2 separate regions of the Zea mays genome follow, and region 2 is linked to region 1. The links are chromatin contacts, called in public Hi-C maps. All regions are on one chromosome and are shown on one strand. The core of a region is the stretch at or near the end of the contact, and the rest is flanking DNA. Distances in the headings are between cores, read along the strand shown. Region 1 holds the start of LOC103651072 (WUSCHEL-related homeobox 8-like). Region 2 holds the start of LOC100193725.

Region 1 (5,756 bases), core at 2-2,501:
AGATGGCGAGCAGAGTAAAGCAGACCAGGCAGCCGAAACTATGCATCTAGCAACATGAACAGAGTGAAAAGATACTCCTTCACTCTTCACCAATTGGAGATGGCAGACTAAAGTACTGGACATAAATTGAACAGAAGGCCAACAGTGATGAATGAAACCTGCTCATGAAGCGATAAACAACTATAATAGCAAATCTTGGACGGCGAGTAAAAATGAAAAGAGTTTGACCGCTAATAATTTCGTATGATCGGCCAACGCATCTTCTTGTAACGCCAGAATTAGCTCTATTCATAAATAACCAAAGCATGCGGACTTTAGAGAAGCCATGGCAAAAAAAAAAAAAAGAAAAAGAAAAGAAAACTACACGATTTTTCTTTCTGGACAAAGAGGCAAAGATGGGACAAGCCACAATGCAGGTCCCAAGGAAAAGCAAAGGAATCCCCAAAAATTCCCGTTTGCAAACCCCCATAACAGACAACAAGACGAGCAGAGAGTAGCAATTGGTTTTGCCCGCAACTGCGGCGACCGACCTGCAATGGTGTCCTGGTGCTCGGTGAGGGCGCGGTGCATCTCGACAAGCTGCTCGCAGATGGTGGCGTAGATGGAGATCTGCTTGCGGAGCACCTCCATCTGTTCGTCGGTCATGACCTTGACGTATCCCGCGAGCCCTTCCGCTCCCCCAGCCCTCTCGTCCGCCGCCGCTGCGGCGGCGGCGGCGGAGGCCTTGGTCCTGTCCACCCACTCCATCCCCGATGACCCCCGCACTGCCAGACGCTACAGGATGCACGAAATGGCAGGATCGGAAGGGGGGCACGCGATAGAAATTGGGAAAGTGACGCGCTATTTGTGCTGCGGAATGGGGCTACGCGAGGAAGAAAATCGGCCAGTTAGGCAGGCACCCGGTTGGAGGCGATGCGGGAGGCGGCCCGCGACAGCATGAGTCCATGCGACGCGGCAGGGAAGGCTCGGATATGCGTGCTCCTCCAGTCCTCCGCGGGATGGCAGCGCGGCTGCCGCACGGGGTGGCGATTGGTGGTGGTGAGCGAGCGAGGCACAGCAGCGGGCACCGGAGGCAGCAGGTGAACTGGCAGGAGAGAGCAGAGGCCACAGCAGGGGGGCGTGGGGATGGTCAGACAGGAATGGGGAAAGTGGCAGCAGGCGTATTTGGAAGTGGGAAGGCGGTGGCGGCGGTTGTGGACGCGCGCACCGGCCACGAGCGGGCGCCGCGACTCGCGGCGGAAAGAAATTACGGGCGGCGCGCGCATGCGGACAGAACACGGAGGGGACGGATGGGTCGCGCCGCGCGTTACGCCGTGACGTGCGGAGGGGTGGGTGGGCTGGCCGGGCCCCATCAGCGACGGGCGATCAGCGGCACGACAGACAGGTGGGGCCGTCCTAGGCAGGGGCCCTTGGGTGGTCAATGGCTCCTTGCGTCGGGCAGCGGGAGGAGACCTGACCCGTGGACGGAGACGTCGACCGGCCCCCTGGCGGTGGGACCCAAACGCAGACAGCAATTATCGCGGCAGCACAAACGTTATGCTTTTCCTTAACATTGAAGATGGGCGCAAATCTCTACTACTTATTAAGTAAGCAATAGTAGCCTGCCTTTTTGTGTTCTGCCTTCGGTGAATCTGTACCATCCGTTCGCTTCTGTGAATCCACACCGTTCGCCCGCCCACACCCGCGTTCGTTCCCCCGCCTCCCCTCCCCACCCCGCGTGAGCCGCCGCCGCCCCATCCCCATCCGCATCCCCGCTGCCGCGAATCGTGCGACCTCCGCGCGACCCGGCCGGCGGAGGGCATGGGCGTCAGAGGCGAAGGAGAGGTGGGCGGCGCGGACGTCCGGTGGCGTGAATGTCGCCCCTTCCCCGCAGCTGTCACCAGCGCGGTCCAAGCCCGGATCCATGGCGCCGCCCTCGCCCTCCCCCCGCCAATCTTGCAGTCGCGGCCCCTTCAACACCGGACACCCGATCCCCTTCAACACCGGAGACGTCGCCCTTCCCACCTTCCCCGTCTTCCTCGGTGAGGTCGATCTCGATGATCTTGACCTTGGTAGCGAGGCCACGGAGGAAGGCAGATGCGACCGAGGGGGAGGTCGAGATCCGGCACCTGGAGGAGGCCATCCACGATGCCATGGTGCGTGGCATGCAAATGTTGCGAGACGAGCAGCAAGGCCACCGCGATGGGATCTGGGAGGAGGCAAGCGGTCCTCCTCCATCTTCGGCGACGAGCTCGTACATTCCCCTTCATCCCCTCCGTACCCTTCCCACCACCATCACCCGATCAAGCGGGCCTGCTGCTCCCCGTCACGAGAGGTTCTGCTCTACCACCTCCTCCCCATCTTCCGAGACATCTAGAAGCTGAAGAGTGAGGTGGCCCTGCTCGTCGCCGCCAGCACCGAGCTCTTCCTAGGCAGCCTCACGGCAGGGGGCCACACAACGATGGCGCGGCAACTCCGGCAAGCGGTCCGTGCCGTGCACGTCTGGACCGCGGCCTGCGGGCACTGTCCCATGACAGACTTCCCCCTTGACTGCCTCGCAGCGAAGAGGAGTCTCCCCGCGTCTACTTTTGGATCCGGTGCTTGGTACAGGTCAGTTTTACCTGATATTCTGTTTCTGTTCCTTGTTTGTTTGAACTGAGGTTGATTTAGGTTGTGAACTTGTGATGACAAAAATAGCATCCTGTTGAAACTATGCATGTATATACAGAAATGATTTGGACAACGAGATATCCTGATGCATTGTCACTTAATGATTCTCACAGATTTTGCAACCACTGAAGAATTTTGTTTATTGGCATGTCTGTTTGGAAATGCCCTGAATCTTGTAAAAGCTGATGCATTGCTGAATTAATCGGTCATACTTTACGCCTTCAATCAATATGAAAGTGTGGTGTCCATTTTCTGAAGTTTGAAGAAATGCTTATCACTGTACCTACTAGAAATGCTTATCACTGGTTTCAAATAATGGAAGTACCATCAAGCTTTTGACGTTGATAGTTTTGCCAAATTAATCGTGAATACAAACTTCAGATAATGGAACCATCAAGCTTTTAATTGCCTTTTTTACTTACCCAGTCTAATACCATCTACAAGGTACTGAATTAATCGAAGAATTTGTCATCTTTGTCATTTGCTCAGGGAAGACTAGCAAATGTTGGTGATTTAGCAGTCAAAAGAGTAAACCCAGAAGCGGGGATCGTGGAGCTAACAAATCATGTGAACTACTATGTGCAATCACACATACAGGGCAACCACCTCAATGATTGGTTGGTGTTTTCCCCTCTCTGCTTGTTCTTAGCACTGCAATTGATATCTCTAGGAAACTATGGCATTTTTCCTTTGTGGGATTAACCGAGTTCAGTTGGAACAGTAAGAAGTAAACCATGCTAAGACATCGATCTGGACAATATTGACAGCATTGACATCGAGAGCAGAGGTGATTTCATTTGCGTAATGTGATGCTCACGCCTGGTTTAGGTAGTAGAGTAGTAGCAACGAGCTTCCTTTGGTTGTCGCTCACAAGAGAGTAGAAGAGTAGCAGTACAACAGGTTCAGGTAGCAGAATAGCAGTAGCGTTGTCATAGATCATGCACTTATATGCTGAGATCTGCACAAAAATTCTATGACCAGTTGAATCAGCACATCCATTCCCCTACGATTTCTGTTGTCGATCAGAAATTCAACAATCTGTAGTTCGTTTTTATAGAATCAATTCAGGGATCTCAATATTAGCGGCCATAGTTTTTAGCTGCAGATAAATGTCATTTGTTTGTAACCCAATAAAGTATTTCAGGCAAATTTTGACTGATTTAAATGTTCAGTCTGGACAGTGACTTCAGACAGTATAGATGGTACCAGTGTCAGTCCATTACAAGGTTTTGCATTATACTGCATTTTCTGCAAAAGTAGCAGTTACCAAGTGCCATGTGCCCTCGTTCTGCATCATCACTTTGCTTGTTCAGAAGTACTGAAGTAGTAATTAACACCCCTTTGTATAATGATTAGATGCACCAAACTATAAAACACATGACACCAGTTTGTAAAAATACCTGCATCCTAAGGTTATTCTGCTCTACTCTGCTGCTAAATTCAACATCCAGATTACTTGGTAGAGGTAGCAAGGCCTTGATCCTAGCACGAAATGAGAAAAAAGGTATGGTTTAATGTTGGACAACTCATCAGGGAAGTTTAGACATCAGAATCATATTTTTTATGGTTCAGGTCAATTTTTATGGTCCAAGATCATTTATTTTGGACTAGGATAATCTTTATTTATTTTGGACTTGCAGTTGACGTCACCTTATTGTATGAACTATACACTTTAGGATCCCTTCTTCCTAAACGTAAGTACCATTGTGTTTCAAATAATGGAGCATCAAGCTTTTGACGTTGATAGTTTTTGCCAAAAAGAGTCATAGATTTTTATTTACTATTTTAATTGCTTTTTTTACAAATCATCTTTAAAATAAGTACTGCACAAGGAAGGAAGCAGCTCAGCCTGTGAATCTGATCTTGACATCTCTATGTTTTAAATTATAGGCTCACATGCACGTCGGTGCCAATTATTATTACGCGAGTCAAACATTTTCCTATGGACAAAAGAGAGCCAGCACACCAATATTCAAAGATGACTGTTGGCACAAGATCGCTTTGACTCGCCTGCCATCTCATTCCCGTTGTAAAAGGATAGTCGCAGAATCCACCAGATTGCATTAACTTTCTTGTGTAATCCTATCTCAGGGTATGTTGCGGCTTATGGCAATTCTGAGCCAACATATACTACATTGTATGGAAACCCTGATGCAACATATACTACACAAGCCTATCCAGATGTTTAAAGCACTAATCAGGTTTGTTTACTTGGTTTATGATTCTTTTCATATTTGCTTTTGATTTAACTATAACAATTGTTCTTGGATGCATCTAAAAGGTGGTCTATTGAGTTACACTAATGAAAAAATATGATTCCAGAATTGATTTCTTATTTCTGCTGTTTGAACTTTGAACCTTAGTAATTTATTTTGCATGACTAATGATCAACCTGTCTTCTCTTATCTCTTCTCTTCAAAAAGGCTACAAAGAAGTTGTTTACAAGTGGGCCTGGGATTGAATAGATCGCTGACAAGTCTAGGTACTTTCTTACAAATATTTTTTCCTATAATTAGAATTGTCGTTTCTCAGGTTCGATAATCAAGTTTAGGTTTAGCACAAATGTGCTTCTATATTCCAAAAAAATCTAGAATTTATACAGCTCAACTAGAAAAGCATTAACAGTTCCAAAACAAAAGGGGTTACCTCAAGACGGACGAGGAGTTCCTCAAGAGGGGCGAGAGCGGGGGCACGTGCTGCGTCATAGCCCTTCTCTGAAAGGGTAGACTGGTCGTCTCCAATATTGGAGACTATCATGTGGTGCTCAAACCGAGCAGGGAAGGCAGAGGTGCTCACCTCTGACCATCGGGCCTCCCAGAAGGATGAGAAGCAGAGAATTGAGAATTTGGTATGCCCAGGATGTCGTATCCCTCCTCCTTTCTTTTGCAAACTCTGCTAATGCAATTGAACATTTTCTTTGGGGGCTATGTTCCATTTTCAATTTCCTTATCACAAATGGGAGCCATGGACATCATGGTCGATCAGTTCGAGCACTGTGCATCTACCAAAATATTCCAGGTATTGCACCCAACTGAATTCATTTCCATTTTTTCTTAAAACATTGTCCTCAAGTATTTTTATGCCATTTTTCCTTGTTTAACCTGACA
Region 2 (5,822 bases), core at 2,216-4,715, 180 kb after region 1:
CGGGCACACGTATTTCAGGCGCCGGGCCCATGGCGTGCGCCGCGACGAAGCGCACAGAGCGCGCAGGGAGAAGACTGTGCCACCACCGGGAGATAAGATCATTAGTAGAGATAGATTTCTACTAGTTCCTAGATTAAAGGAGTTAGTTGGTTAGTTGCTAGATTAAAGGAGCATATCGCTTCAGTTAGTGGGGGTCGTTCGGCCATATATATATGGGGAGACGATCAATCAATAAAGGCAACAAAGATATTACTCCTCCATTCTCCTATCTCTCTCTGTCTCAATCAAGCAGTCAAGCCTGCGGCTAAGGGACTAACCTTGCAGGAAAAGACGGATCAAGGCTACGAACTAAGTAGCCGAGGTCCAGCTACCCGAGGGCTTAACGCTCATGACAACCTGGTATCACGATCCCAACGATCCTCGCCTTCCTAAGCCACCTCACCACCATCCGCTGCCACCCCACCTCCACCTACGCTGCCAACATCTTCATCGACATCTATCGCATCGCGTGCTCTCGTCACCCTTCGTGACGACATCAGCGTTGGCTCCCCTCGGGCACCCTGGACGATTGTCGACGGCATGATTCAGTTTGCCGAGCGGCTCTACATCTAGTCGACCTCCCCCTTGGTCCAGGAGATCATGGTGGCAGTCCACGAGGAGGGACACGAGGGGGTTCAGCGCACGCTGCACCGTCTGCGGCGCGACTTCCATTTTCCTAACATGAAGCATCTCGTGCAGAACTTGGTGGGCACATGCGGCATCTGCCAACGGTACAAGTCCGAGCACTTGCACCCGACTGGCCTCCTACTCCCGGCTGTCGGTGCCTCAGGGCGTTTGGACTGACATCGCCCTCAAATTCGTTGAAGCGTTGCCCCGCATCCGTGGCAAGCCTGTGATACTAACGGTGGTGGACAGGTTCAGCAAGTACTGTCATTTCATCCCACTAGCGCACACGTACACAGCCGAGTCTGTTGCCCATGCGTTCTTCACCGACATCGTTCGACTACACAACATCCCTCAATCCATGGTGTCGGACAGGGACCCGATCTTCACGTCGATGTTCTGGCGTGAACTCATGCGCCTGATGGGGTACCAAGCTGCACATGACTATGGTGTTCCATCCACAATCATATGGGCAATCGGAGGCGGCCAACCACGTCATCATCATGTACTTGCGATGCCTCACGAGGGACAGACCTCGCCAGTGGCTACGTCGGCTGCCCTGGGCAGAGTTCGTCTTCAACACCGCCTACCAGACTTTGTTGCGGGACACACCCTTCCGCGTCGTCTACGGGTGCGATCCGCCATCTGTCCGGTCATATGAACTGGGGGACACGAGGGTGGCTGCTGTCGCCAAGAGCATGGAGGAACGAGAAGAGTTCCTAGCCGACATCCGGTATCGGCTGGAACAAGCTCAAGCGATGCAGAAGCTGCATTACGACAAGGTGCACCACCATGTCGCATACCAAGTGGGCGACTGGGTGCTCCTTCAACTGCGGCAGCGCGCGGCGTCTTCGCATCCCCAAACTATCGCCAGTAAGCTCAGGTCACGCTTCTTCGGGCCGTATCGCGTCACCGAGCTGATCAACGAAGTTGTCGTCCGTCTCGCTTTGCCGCCTCAAACCCTCATTCACGACGTGTTCCACGTGGGGCTGCTCAAGAAGTTCCAAGGCTCAACATCGGCCACCCCTCCGCCCCTGCCGCCTATGCATCATGGCGTCATTGCCCCTAAGCCAGAACGTACCATATGTTCTTGTCTGGCTCGCGGGGTGATCCAAGTTCTTGTCCAATGGAAGGGCGAGTCGACAACATCTGCTACTTGGGAAGACATCGAGCCATTCCGCGTCATGTATCCGAAACTCAAGCTCGAGTACAAGCTGCTCCTCGACAGGGGGAGAGATGTCATGGTTGAGCACACAGAACGTGCGATGGGCACGCAGGGAGAAGACTGTGCCACCACCGGGAGATAAGATCATTAATAGAGATAGATTTCTACTAGTTCCTAGATTAAAGGAGTTAGTTGGTTAGTTGCTAGATTAAAGGAGTCTGTCGCTCCAGTTAGTTGGGGCGAGTCGGCCATATATATATGGGGAGACGATCAATCAATAAAGGCAACAAAGATATTACTCCTCTATTCTCCTATCTCTCTGTCGCAATCAAGCCTGCGGCTAAGGGACTAACCTTGCCAAAGAAGACGGATTGAGGCTACGAATTACGTAGCTGAGGTCCAGCTACCCAAGGGCTTAACGCCCTTGACAAAGTACAACAAAGTGGGCTTTGCCATTATGGGGAAAATGGGTACAGCAAGATGTCAACACTATATTTATGATTATACTTCAGTAGCAGGCAAGCTACACACTATGTAGCATCAGTTTTCCATATTGAATTCTTTAGCATACAGTTCAGAGGTATCCAGTAAATGGATGAAGTGAAATGTCAGAACAATTTAAGTAGCACAGATACCTCAGGATGCATCTCATTCCATGGACCGAAACCGTTTCCACAGAAATCAGGTCCCCGGGGCAATGGATGCATGTGGTTCGGACTTGCAATTGGTGGCAACCTCTCATTTCCTCTAACTCCAAAGTTAGAAAGCAGGTTTGATGTTCTCATTATCTCTGCACATTATGGTTTCCGATCAGCATAACATAAACATGAGTAAATGCCTATTATTGATAAAGTTCTGCCATTTTCAGCACCAAAACAATTAGGAGCCCCAAACAATTATATGTTGCACCAAGACTGTGGGAGTTCCCCGTACAAGTCGTCCCATGTTAAACCAATGTGCCTTTTATGAACAAATAGATGAAAAGGCTGCTCTTTTATTTATCATAAAGACAGAGCTCGTAGAGGAACGTAGCATATGAACTACCGAATCTGAGCAAGACTACTACAAATAAAGCTGAAAATTATCTCACCTTGATTCAACAGCCTGCCGCAGATTGGGAGCACCTGCACGAATGGCCCGAGCTTCTGTTGCTCCTGCAACAAGTCCTCCAGATACTGACTGCGCCGCCGCAATCAAATCAGCCCCACCCAATTAACACAGAAAAAAGGACACGATTCAGACCACGATACAAGAACACCAAAAACAGGGAAACAGGTTACAGCAAAAAAGCGATTGTTTTTCAAGAATCAAATCGGGGTGCCGTCTTACCTGGCATGGTCTGGTGATGCAGGTGGCCTCACAATCGGCATCGGGAACATCGCCCTGGCCGGGGAGAAGCATTTGTCCGTGGCCGTCAGCGCCTCCATGGCGGCGGGCTGGACTGGGGTCGGATTAAGGTGCTACCAATGAAGAGAGGCGGCGGCGGCGGACGAAGAGAAGATGTGAATGCGTTTTCCTTCAATTTTTGTCGTGTTTTATCTCCTTTTCTGCTGTGCGGTAAAATCAGTCGAGGAGGGTTCCAGCGAAGTTGCACATACGAGATGCCAAAAACGGCCGCTTCGTCTGGGTGTTTCTTCGGCTAGCTGGCCACCCTTTTACCCTCTTCCGCTCTTCGTAGGGTTTATAGCGGCGGAAGGTGGAGTAGGTTTTTTGACAGCCGCCACCGGTTGGTGATACCTTTTTTTCGTTGCTCGGTTTGGCATAGGGTTTAGGGGAGTTTAGCTCGGTGTATGATTGAGATCGGGGGAGTTTAGCTCGGTGTATGATTGAGATCGGGCATGTGGCTATGCAAGTGTTTTGCACTTTAGACTAACTAGATATATACTCATACCTTACAGAATATAATAAAAGTGTTATTTCTATCTATCTATATATCTACTATTAAGACATCAGTTTCAACGGTCGTCACGCGTTAATATTTTTTAAAAAAATCTATATTTCTTAAGAATCAACTCGCACTTCTATAATATCTTCTCTATCTCTACTACTAAATAGGAGAGTTTATGTAAAAAAATAAGGTGAAATTATATATAACTGAGTGTTTGAACCTTGGTTGTTGGCTCCACATTCACACCCACCTAATCAATAGAAAACATATATTTTGTACTTTATTAAAACAAAATTAATCATATGTCATATATAACAATCATAGCAATGCACGACCACATTCACACCCACATGTAACGTCCAATATCTTGTCATTTCTATCTTCTATCATATCTTATATTTCAAACTTAACTATATAAACAGTACCATCTAAGTGCTTTACGCGATCTGCTAGAGAAAATAAGCCCATTTTGCTAACGCTCTTCAGGCCGCCAGAACCGGGACCGCCCCAATCGAGCAAACTGTAGAGTTGGCAAGTCGAGGGAGCCAACCAGCCAATGAATGGCAAAGGCCCAAAAGGGAATCACGAATCGCGACTGCGAGCCACGCATGCGAAGCCTTGTATAAGAGCATCTCTAATAGCTCCTTAAAACCTTGGGTCCAATCTTTGTTTTAAAGAAAAATACACGTCCAACAATGACCTATCCGAGCTTCTTATCTTCCGGCACGCGAATAGTGTCCCTCTCACTGCGCAAACTTGCGCAACTAACCGAGCTCCCTATTCGCGTGCGAGTCGCTCACCAATCCATCAACTTCCACATGCTGCAACTGCCACCGCCACCTCCCGCCACTCCCCCAGCCACCACCGAGCAGGGCCAGCAGCCACCGCGCGATCCCTCTGGCATGTTTGGATCTGCTTCTTGGGTGATTCTAGAGGCCATAAGCCTGCTTGGCTTCCCAAATGCCCAGCTTCTACCACCGCTTGACCCCACTGCGCTTCCCACCAAAGCCACCCCGCAACGGTCTGCTAAAAGCGGGCAAAACCATGCTTTCGTAGAAAGCTTGGCTGGCTGGGCATCCAAACAGCTCTTTGCTCTCGCCACTCTAGGGTTTCTCTGGTCCCCACATCCTCTAACCACTCTCGTATCGCCTCCCAGGTTTCTCCCGTGCTTGCCCTCCATCTTCATGTTTCCTCCGTCGCGTCGCTTTACCCATGTGTTTTGTTTGTTCCTCGTGTAGACAGAGTTGGGATTCTTCTCAATGACAACGAGATTCCAAGTTGTTCTCGACGATTCGTGAACTGGTACGTAAGCGGACCGATCCCTTCGAACTTCATTGGTAGTTACCATTTGTTATCCCTGATTTGTTGTAGCGAATCGACGTTTCCGGATTGAGTTCATCAGATTCCAGACACTGTACACTGAGATCCCCCTTTGGTACTTGTCGGTACCCTGAAACTAGGGTATCCCTCACTACAGTATGAAGACGCAGTACCCACGCGGCTATCTTTAGTCGCGTGGTAAAGGAGCTTTGCGTGGAGCCAGGTCGTGACTCGCCTCAGCCTCGGGTGACTACTCTGGGCCAGCAACAGCATCCGACCCCACCACGTGGACGGCTCCGGGGCCACCACGTGGCCAGAGAAAGTGATATACTCCAAGGCATCAACAGTGAGTCCGGACCCCATGGGAAAGTGCTGGACCCCTGGATATACAGTCTGGACCTCCAAGATGGTCCAGGACTCCCACGTGTACGGACCGGACCCCTAGAATGGGATCCAGACCCCTCCGTATGGGGTCTGGACCGCCCACAGTGGGGTCCCAAGACCTTACTTAAGGCCCAGGCGGGGGTCCAGAGCTAACACGTGTCCAGACCTGCTCTTGTGTGCTCCAGACCTATCTGTATACACTCCTGCTCCCCGCTCAGGCGGAACATCGATGTTGCCACGTGGCATACTGCGCGCGGCATAAGCCAACGGGTGGAACCCGGCGTGACGCCTCTGGGCTACGCGCGCCACTGCATTCATTACAGATAACACGTGCGCCTGTCCATTCCACTGACGGGTGGCATTCACAGTCCACGATACGCGAGCCGTGCAGTTATTCATCAT

Evidence for each region. Hi-C and Micro-C count contacts between places; a contact is called where the count stands out from the background.
Region 2: a contact with region 1 is called in a Hi-C map of root tip, with 4 times the contacts expected there. The contact joins the promoter of LOC100193725 here to the promoter of LOC103651072 in region 1. A contact is called at or near these places in 11 of 25 Hi-C or Micro-C datasets (bundle sheath, ear, endosperm and 4 more) and 1 of 3 datasets of contacts at active chromatin or transcription factors (leaf).

What each region holds. Positions count from the first base shown.
Region 1 is chr3:190,593,587-190,599,342 of Zm-B73-REFERENCE-NAM-5.0, forward strand. LOC103651072 (WUSCHEL-related homeobox 8-like) reads right to left here and starts at 1,252. Exons shown (of 3, transcript NM_001301436.1): 1 at 531-1,252. The coding sequence starts at 747. LOC103652427 (tryptophan synthase alpha chain) reads left to right here and starts at 5,614. Exons shown (of 3, transcript XM_023302105.1): 1 at 5,614-5,667. The coding sequence starts at 5,614.
Region 2 is chr3:190,769,350-190,775,171 of Zm-B73-REFERENCE-NAM-5.0, forward strand. It overlaps LOC100193725, which reads right to left and starts at 3,466. Exons shown (of 7, transcript NM_001138813.1): 1 at 3,158-3,466; 2 at 2,919-3,007; 3 at 2,464-2,618. The coding sequence starts at 3,255.